Linked DNA regions of Xenopus laevis: region 1 is linked to region 2. Evidence: chromatin contacts called from public Hi-C data. All regions are on one chromosome and are shown on one strand. Each heading gives the region's core, a stretch centred on a gene start, on an enhancer-like site or on the middle of the called end of the contact. The rest is flanking DNA. Distances are from core to core; before and after follow the strand shown. Region 1 holds the start of apc.S (adenomatous polyposis coli homolog). Region 2 overlaps apc.S (adenomatous polyposis coli homolog).

Evidence for each region. A called contact is a pair of places that touch in the nucleus more often than the background predicts.
Region 1: a Hi-C map of the XTC cell line shows a contact between it and region 2, with 2.9 times the contacts expected there. The contact joins the promoter of apc.S here to the enhancer-like site in region 2. A contact is called at or near these places in 3 of 4 Hi-C or Micro-C datasets (the XL177 cell line, the XTC cell line and animal cap).

Annotation. Positions count from the first base shown.
Region 1 is chr1S:161,154,972-161,159,557 of Xenopus_laevis_v10.1, reverse strand. It overlaps apc.S (adenomatous polyposis coli homolog), which reads left to right and starts at 1,299. Exons shown (of 17, transcript XM_018244324.2): 1 at 1,299-1,405.
Region 2 is chr1S:161,118,963-161,123,817 of Xenopus_laevis_v10.1, reverse strand. apc.S (adenomatous polyposis coli homolog) reads left to right here. Exons shown (of 17, transcript XM_018244324.2): 3 at 1,509-1,661; 4 at 4,574-4,658. The coding sequence starts at 1,527. Among protein-coding and RNA genes, the nearest start is that of apc.S, 37 kb to the left of the region's middle. Within about 2 kb of position 2,922, at least 1 of the 7 cell types and tissues checked has an H3K27ac peak or open chromatin away from gene starts, as enhancers often do.

The DNA.
Region 1 (4,586 bases), core at 50-2,549, 37 kb before region 2:
CTAGCACTGGGGTTGCCACCACAGGCAGGGGGCGGCCCGGTGACATAGGGGCCTGGGCGTGTGACATGGAGAGGTGAGGCGGCTATCAGGGGCTGGACTGCTGACGCGGTGATTAGCGACTGGCTTATCGCCATGTCATTCACCTCATTCAATGTCCTGTTTCCTAATTCGGAAATCCGGACATCAATTCAAAAAACTGGGCTGTCCGGGTGAAATCCAGACAGGTGGCAACCCTAACTGGCACACATCTCATTCTTATCACTAAATTACAAACTCTTAAACCTCTGGAATTATTTAACTCAGGGTTGGACTGGGCCAGCGGGACACTGGGAAAAACCCAGTGGGCTCCCAGCCCTTGTGTACCCCGCTGGGCCAGATCCGCGATCTGCAGGCTCCTTCCTGCTGCATCCACCGGACAAATGTAGTGTATGTGTGTGTGCGCCACAGCAGTGGGGGCCGGGGGTCCAAAGGAGGCCCCCCAGTCAGACCCTGATTTAACTAATGACATAACGACACTTAGGATTTAAATTTTCTTTTATTCTGCAAATCAAGCAAACAAAATAAACGTTTTTGCATTAAAGACCATCACTGACTTGAACAACGACAATTTTAATACAACAATTTTAGGGGGGTATAATGGTTCAGTTGGATGTTAAATAACACTTCACTTGAGTTCTATTATTCACAAAAGTCAAAACACTTTTTGAAATGACACACACACACACACACACACATTCAAAGTCCTAGCGCACACCAGAGCTGCATTATCCATATTCCATTGAGAAAGGTGCACACCAGGATTTTTCAATTAAAACTTCATATTTATTGAATAAGTTTAAAACGGGAACCAGCCAACGTTTGTGTCTTTCTCTAAGACCTTTATCAAGACGGTCCTGATAAAGGTCTTAGAGAAAGACCGAAACGTTGGCCGGTTCCTGTTTTAAACTGATTCAATAAATATGAAGTTTTAATTGAAAAATCCTGGTGTGCACCTTTCTCAATGGAATATATATATATATATCTATCTATATCTATCTATCTATATCTATATATCTATATCTATATAAAACTATTGAATACCGAGGCCAGCAACTAAAAAAATATAACAAATATCTGTGAATTTAATTTTTACTTTTCCACTAAACATTTACATGTAACAAGAACAATGAAATGAATTGCAGCGTCCAGAGACATATTTCTGTCTGTAGCTGCTATTACAGTTGTCCCACTTTTTGGCCTGTCTATATTCTTATGATACATCGGCTCACACAAGTCAGCTACGTGGTGCGTCAGTGCGCTTACGTGTGGTCGTGACGCCAGTCTCGCGAGATGAGACTTGTGGCGCTGAGATTTTTTTTTTAAGGCAGGAGACTAGGAGCCTGCAGTGAGCAGTTTTGCGGCAGCTGTAAGTAGCGATGTGGTGCTGTTGGGCTCTGTCAGAAGAAGCGGGACTGTTGGGCAGTATGAAAGCTGTGTAAGGGAAGAACATGTAGTCAGTCACCTTAGTAGCCGCCCTGCCTTCCGATTGTCTGCAGGTCACTAACAGCAGCAGGGGACCCGATAATCCAAGTAAGAGCAGCACAGCCGGCCCCTAACCCACCGAACCCTTGATGACTGTACCCCCAGTCCCCTACTGATGGCGGCTGTGAGGCTGACGCTTATTCTATGTTGATGGAAGGTAGAGCCTGTGAGACTGGCCAGACAAAGCATGGCTGAATAATAAGCATAGAAACTATTGGGGATAACTTTACCAACTGGTATTATGTGACTGCTCTACTTTAGTATCATTTGCTGAAGGACTGGGCATTGGGCGAATGACTTGACTATGCTTGGTATAGGGGTGTCCCTGGACAACTTAGCACCCTGGGCAGTAACCTATGGCAACCAGTTTTTCTTTGGCATTGGTTGTTTTGTTGCAGCTGGATGAAGTAAACAAAGCACTGATTGACTTCACTGGTTTACTGCCTAGTATTGGCAAATTACAATGACACCCTCTCCATGAAAGGCTGTTAAGGTGGCCATAGACGCAAAGATCCTATCGTACGAACCGAGGATTCGTACGATTTTCGGACCGTTTGTGGAGAATCCTGACATTTTTTGTCTGGCGGAGATCGGTCGTTTAGTCGATGGGACAGGTTGGATTTTGTCCTGTCGGAGCCCATTGCGCTCTCAGGGTTGAACGTTCACATTAGCCCCGATATAGCAATGCCCCTTAGTGGCGTATCAGGGAAAGATCGGCTTGTTTGGCGTTGTCGCCAAACGAGCGGATCTTCTCGTCTATGGCCACCTTAACACAAGGACGGTTTTTCCTGCGCTCACCTGCGTTGCGCTTTCTTCCGTTCAGCCGCAGGGGAGCGCAGGAGTAGACACACTTAATTATTGTGAAGCTGTACTCGCACAGAATCATGTAAGTGGCGAACGCAGCATGTTGCATTTCACCTGCATTCGACGCATACAAGCGTCTGTGTGAGTACAGCCCCCTTCACAATAATTGAGTGCGTCTACTTCTGCGCTCCCCTGCGGCTGAATGGAAGAAAGCGCAGCCCAGGGGAGCACAGGAAAACCGCCTGTATGTAAGAGCCCTAATTGTATTGTAGTCAGGGAAATGTGGTGCAGAGGAGACCTGAGCAGCGGCTTTGCAGAAGGGGAATAGTCAAATGGATTGGGTATCTGTGACTGGAATAGGGTAAGTGCCATAACTGGTACAATAACTAAGCAATGGAATGTTCTAATCAATGTCTCATCATCCTTTCAAGTTGTTAATACATGATTTGACAAGATATCTGCCAATGCAACATGTACCATATTTCCAAATAATATATTGTGTGTTAAAACTCTTTCGGTGTGATGCTGTAAGAAAGCTTTCCTCCTGTACGCAGATCAGATTTATAATTCAAAAGTGTTAGAGGGAAAATCAAGTCTTGAAAAGAAAAATTCATTCTGTCATGATTTTTATAATGTAGTTTTTATTTCTAAATTACATTGTTTACACTGCAAATAATTCACTCTACAATATAAAATGTAGTTTCTGAACCAGCAAGTGTATTTTTATTTAGTTATAATACTGGTGTGTAGGCAGCCATCTCAGGTCATTTTGCCTGGTCATGTGCTTTCAGAAACGGCCATCACTTCAGGATGGAACTGTTTTCTTTGAGGCTGTTGTTTCTCCTACTCACTGAATGTGTCGCAGTGGGACCTGGATTTTGCTATTGAGTGTTGTTCTTAGATGTACCAGGTAACTGTTGTGTTAGAGAGATGCTATCTACTTACCTTCCCATTGTTCTGTTATTAGGCTGCTGGGGTGGAAAGGAAGGGGTGATATTACTTCAACTTGTAAAGCAATAGAGTAACTGAAGTTTATCAGAGCAGAAGTCATGTCTAGCCCCATGTCAGATTTCAAAATTAAATATTTGTTTGCTCTTTTGAGAAGCGGATTTCAGTGCAGAATTCTGCAGCACGACTAACTGATGCGTTTTGAAAAAGTTTTTCCCACGACAGTATCCCTTTAACTGTGGCACAGCAGCATGGGACTGTTTGCGCTTTGAGAACAGACCATACATTGGCATATTTATTGCAGTTGGTTGTTCTTCTGAATGACTACCCCTTCTCTGAGAGTTTTATCCATGTGTAGCTTTTTCATTTGCCTGTCGTTGATACTAATAGTTTTTGCTAAAGCATATTGATCATTGGAGTATTTTTGTACATTTAACAAATAATTGTCACTTTCCATTCAGCAAATCATTGTTTATTTTCATGACAGATTATTGTTGAAGCCCAAATGGTCTATGTTCAATCTGTGATGTGTTTCGTCATTCAGGGTAGTAGTCTCTTGACTAACAAAACTGAAATTAAGCAGGGTAATAATACTAAGATGATATTATGTAAAGTCATTATTGGCAATATTCCCTTTCATTAAATATGCAGTTATATGTATGTGTGGGGATGAGAACATAGCTCAAATATTTTACTTACGCTGCTCTAAATAATGGTTTGTAGTCAAAAATGAATATTTATGTTATATTTATCTATGTTTATATACAAGGCCTCAGTAGAATCAACCAATATATCTATTGTAAGACCCCTGATCATTATAAATTAATGTAAAGCACTGTGTAACTTGCTGGGGCTGTATACATAAATGCAGATGATGATAGCAGCTTCAATTTGTGTTCTGTGCCTGTAGTTGTTTGTTTTTTGTTTATTTATAGTAAAACAAATTTATAAATAGATTATATATACATTAAGTTGTTCCTCTGCATTGTTCTTCTTTTCCTTACTAGCTTATTGAATTGTTACTTCCTCAGGAAGTGGTGCTGTCAGGGAGAGAAATATGTTTTTCATGATATATGTAGAAGCTCAGTGTTTGGATGCTTACTTCTATTGGAATGGAAAATAGTGTTTGTTAAACATGTACTATAATTGTTTCTTTTAATCCTATTTGTCTCATTCATAACTGCTTAGCAGTTTACCTTATGTCTTGTATTCCTTTAACTTTTAAGAACAGCCTAGCTGTTCCATGTAAAGTAAAACAGCATCTCCACAGACTGCAACAGCCAGGGCCAGACCAAGATTAATGAGTGTGGAAT
Region 2 (4,855 bases), core at 1,673-4,172:
TGATGTATGATCTTTATACATATATTTTTGAGTGTTTGTGAATGTAGAAGCTGCCATTAAATCTGTTGTGGTAATGTAGCTTTATGAAGTCCTGAATCAGACTTGCCCAACATTTCATTCTGAAACATTTTTTGTCAAAATGTGTAATGTTGGGTATAGTGATATAAATGTATTCAAAGAATAAAATGTTACCGAAATCCCTTTAATAGGTTGTAAATAACTGCGACAAAATAATTGTGTTAAAAGAAATTGTACTTCCAGCTAAATAATGTAGGTGAAATGTGTTCAGCTTTGCTATAAACATGTAAGGATTCTACTAGCCACACCAAATCTAATAGTGTTGGTTTTATTGTGTTAGCAAGATGTATATATATTTATAGTTTAGAGGTTGTGTAGCTAGGGCAAAAGTATCTATACTCTGTTGTTTTGGATCCATGTGAGTGTATCCCTTTAAGGCTTATATATGCTAAGCCCTGTAGTGTAAAGAAGAGCGCTATTTGAGCAGTTCTTACTTGCAGTTTTGTCCTCCCCCTCCCCACATCATTTATGCCCTTTACTAACACATGCACCCACAACATTCCATGATCTTTCTTGTTCTTGCATCCTTCTTCCAGTGTGTCACCCACTCTCTGAGGGGCAGGTTTATCAAAGGTCGAATTTTGAAGTTATGTGAATTTTTTTAACCTCTAATACATTCGAATGTACTTACAACTCGAATGAAAAACCTCAGATGTCAGGAAGGCAATTAACATCTTCAAATAGTTCAATGGACCTCTGCCATTGACTTGTTCATGAACTCGGCAGGTTTTAGGTGGCAAGTATCGAATTAGAGCTGTTTCCAGGGTCGATGTTTGATCAATCTCACATTCATATTCACGTGAATTCAAATTCGAATTTGCGAGTTTTGCCAAAAAAAAAGAAATTCAAAAATTCAAATTAGAATTTACCATTCGAACCTTAATAAATCTGCCCCATAATGTTCCGCACAGTGATGGTAACACAAGCTTATCGCAAGGGGTGGGCGGAGTAAACTATGAATATTTTCTTTTATACTTCACTTAACATGTGTGAAAGTGGACTTTTATGTAAAATGAATGCATTGATGTAAGTCAAATCTGCTTGTGGAATATTACTTCTAGGATTCCAATAATGGAACAACAGCAAGTTCAGCTTTGTTTAATGTTCAGGTACAATGTACAAAACACAGTGCTACGGATTATAATGATGTTATGGTGAGGTCAGTCATTGGCTTTGGCAAGCAGGGTTCTGTAGGAGGCCCTAGTAAACAAACTCTGTATAAACTTAAAATGCAGCAAGTAAGTGATTGTCGTGATTCTAAGTGGCTGTTTGTACTGCAATAGAAATTAACCCATTTGTTTCTTTTGACAGCAACAATTAACTTATTTTCAAAGAAAATGCTAACCGTCATTTACCTCTCAACTCGGCACCATGATGAGAAATTTGTAAATGCTTTTGATTTAAAAAAATCATTTTATGTTCCTGTGTAGGCCTGGGGGTAGCCCAGCATGGCTGCTGCTTCGTATGACCAGTTGTTAAAGCAAGTGGAGGCACTGAAGATGGAGAATACAAACCTTAGACAAGAATTAGAAGACAATTCCAATCATCTCACAAAACTTGAGTCAGAGGCATCAAACATGAAGGTAGGTTTCTTTATTTTTTTATTTTTTTTTTTTAACACCTACAAGGACCTAATCCAACCTAGCATAATGTAACAGTGGTCTGGCATTTCATGGTTGCAGGAAGTAAGAATTCATATATGCAAATAATCGCCCACTCCCTTTCCAACTGTATGGGCAGAGCACTGAATTGTCTGTGTCCATACGAAACTTCTTGTGAGCAGGTGTGAGAACCTCTGCATTGACACACAAGCTCTTTTAGCCGAGTAATCTTTTGTTGAAGATGTCTTATTAAAGGAAAACTATAAACATTGTAGGTCTCTCTAAAAAGATATTGCATAAAACAGCTCATATGTAAAACCCCGCTTCATGTAAATAAACCATTTTCATAATAATATACTTTTTTAGCAGTATGTGCCGTTGGGTAATCCTAAATAGAAAACTGGCATTTTAAAAAAAAAAAATAAGGGCTGCCCCCTGGGATCGTATGATTCACAGTGCACACAAACATACTGTTTGTTAGGTCACATGAGCCACTTGACAGAGTTCTGTCTTTTGCTTCCACACTTCTTCCTGTTTCAGTTAGAGTTGTAGTATTTCTGGTCAGGTGATCTCTGAGGCAGTACACAGACAATCGCGAAACAGTCGCAAGAGATGTAAACGGGCAATATTTACTTAAATATATATTCCAGCTTGATAAGATTATGTAATGACACTTTATTTGATATAAACTATCTGTTGCTCAAGTATTCATTTTTTTTTAAAAAGTCTGATTTTATTTAAAAAAAATCACGAATTTTTTGTGATTTTTGCATTCGAAGTTTATTAAATAACCTATGTGTACAGCACTGCATGTACAAGATGTGCTATAAAATATACATGCATATTTTGAATCCGTCTCCCTCACATAGTTTGAGGAATGTGTAACTTGGCAAGTAAAGTATACCCATACTGTACTGAGCACATTAATATACAATCATGGTAAATACTAATTAGGACATTTGATACAGTGTCCTTAAAATGGGCAAAATTGCATTGGTTTCCTAATGGCTTCTGTGTTGTGTTTATTACAGCGCAGTAGACTTGTTGGAGCATGGATTTCAATCATACTTTGCAGACTCGTTCCAGAGCAAGTTCTGTGCTTTGCAATCCACGTCCTCAGCACAGATAACACAGGGCACAAGCTGTGAATACTTTGGTTTTGCCACCAGCTATGAAGTGTCAGCACATAAAGCCACCAGCTGTGACATGATGCTTTCAGCAGTGAGCATCACAATGAACAATCGAATATTTATAGGGAACCCAGAAATAACGAGAGTTTTCTGATAAATCATAAATTCGTTCTTTTATCTGCATGTAGTAAAATTATACTTTGAATACTTTGGCTTGTATCATTTAGATCAGGGCTATCCAACTGGGGCCCGCAACCCCCCCACCTTTCTGTAGCCCCCCACATGCTGTGTCTGCTTATCATTTGTAAGCGTTAAAAGGTATCATCACTACAGAGATTGTTTAAACCTCAAATTCAGACTAATCCCCCTGTATTGTTCAAACCTGTGATCCCCCTGTATTGTTCACACTTGTGACACCTCTATTGTTTATATCCTAAAGGACTGTACTGTTCACACCTGAGATCCAGACTGAAACTGCCCAAATTGTTCACCTGTTCACACCTTATTCAAAATGCTAATGGGGCACCAGCACTGTGTCACTGTATGTAGTACATATTAGAATGATAGCTTTCCCTGTCTCCTGCTCTGTTCTGCCTTCCCTCCCTGTGTGTGCCATTTTCTGCTTGCCCAGTGCTGCTTGTGTGTACCATACTCAGTGCTGCTTGTGTGTGCCATTCTCTGCTTGCCCAGTGCTGCTTGTGTGTGCCATTCTCTGCTTGCCCTACGCTACCTGTGGGTTTAAGCCTGTTAAGGGTTTGTTTTTGGGGTTATTAGCATTTGGAAATTGTTGTTAAGGACCCCTAAGGTGTTTAATCATGTGTTGGGGGGTTGTTGTATTATCCACAGGGGAGGATGAGGCATATGGATCTAAGGGTATGTTTTAACATGACTTCAATTTTTCACATATAAGTGATGAGGGATTTCCCTGCAGTGAGCACCAACCATTTGGTTTTTTGGTGTGCTACCACCTTTAATGTGGATATGATCTTAAAAGTTCTTGTGGTAACATGGTTGTGTATTACAGTGGGTGTGGTTTAAAAGAGGGAGTGGTCAACACTGACTTCTATTATTGGCCCTCCACAACATAGGCCAGTAAAAATTTTGGTCCTTGGTACCAACAATTTGGTTCGCTATTCGGCCGAATCTTTCGTGAAGGATTTGGGGGTTCGGCCGAAGGATATAGTTGGGAAATTGTAAAAATGGAAAGAGTAACTATATATAAGCTAATTAGAAATTTCTTGTTCCTTGTTAAATGGTCACAGCAGAATGAAATTTCCTTAGGAGCAAAGCTTGTGTGTCCTTGAAGGAATTGTACTTGTAAACACTCTGCTTTAGGCAGGGATCTGTGATACATTATCCACTATTAAACAGTATAATCAATGTGCTATTGTTCTATGAGCAAGGTCATTGGTAAGAAAATCCAGCACTTGGTTCCCTAGGGTCTTCATTCTCTTGACTGTGCATCATAATGGACATAAAATGGACTGTTGCCTTGTATTTTACAGCATAATGTAAAATCAGGAATATTACTCCAATTAGAAGTCCTTGTTGTAGTATGGTACCCATGTGTCTTATTGCTTTCCTTACTTCTATCATTTGTATTTCTACCTCAACTAAACAGCAGTGACATTTATTTAGGTTTGCGGTATAGACTAGTATTTCATTGAAATGACTTTTCTTCTTCAGTTGCTCTTTTTGTTTTCTTTGCTATGCATGCAAAATGGTGACTATAGGATACTTATTTCACGTTCATATTTAATGCAGGATGTTCTAAAGCAGCTGCAGGGAAGTATTGAGGATGAGCCAATGGCTTCTTCTGGCCAGATTGATCTGCTGGAACGTCTTAAAGGTAACAACTAGTTACATTAGCATTTTTCTTCAATATTTCCCAGGCACCTCTACTTGCACTCTTGTTTCCACATACAGAATTACATACAGTTTCCAATACAGAAATTAGCCCGCTGGTACTGATAAGTGTCTCACTGAATGGCTATATTATAAGCAATAAACAGTGTGCCAAGCTCTACCAACTTTGTCTATTTGTAA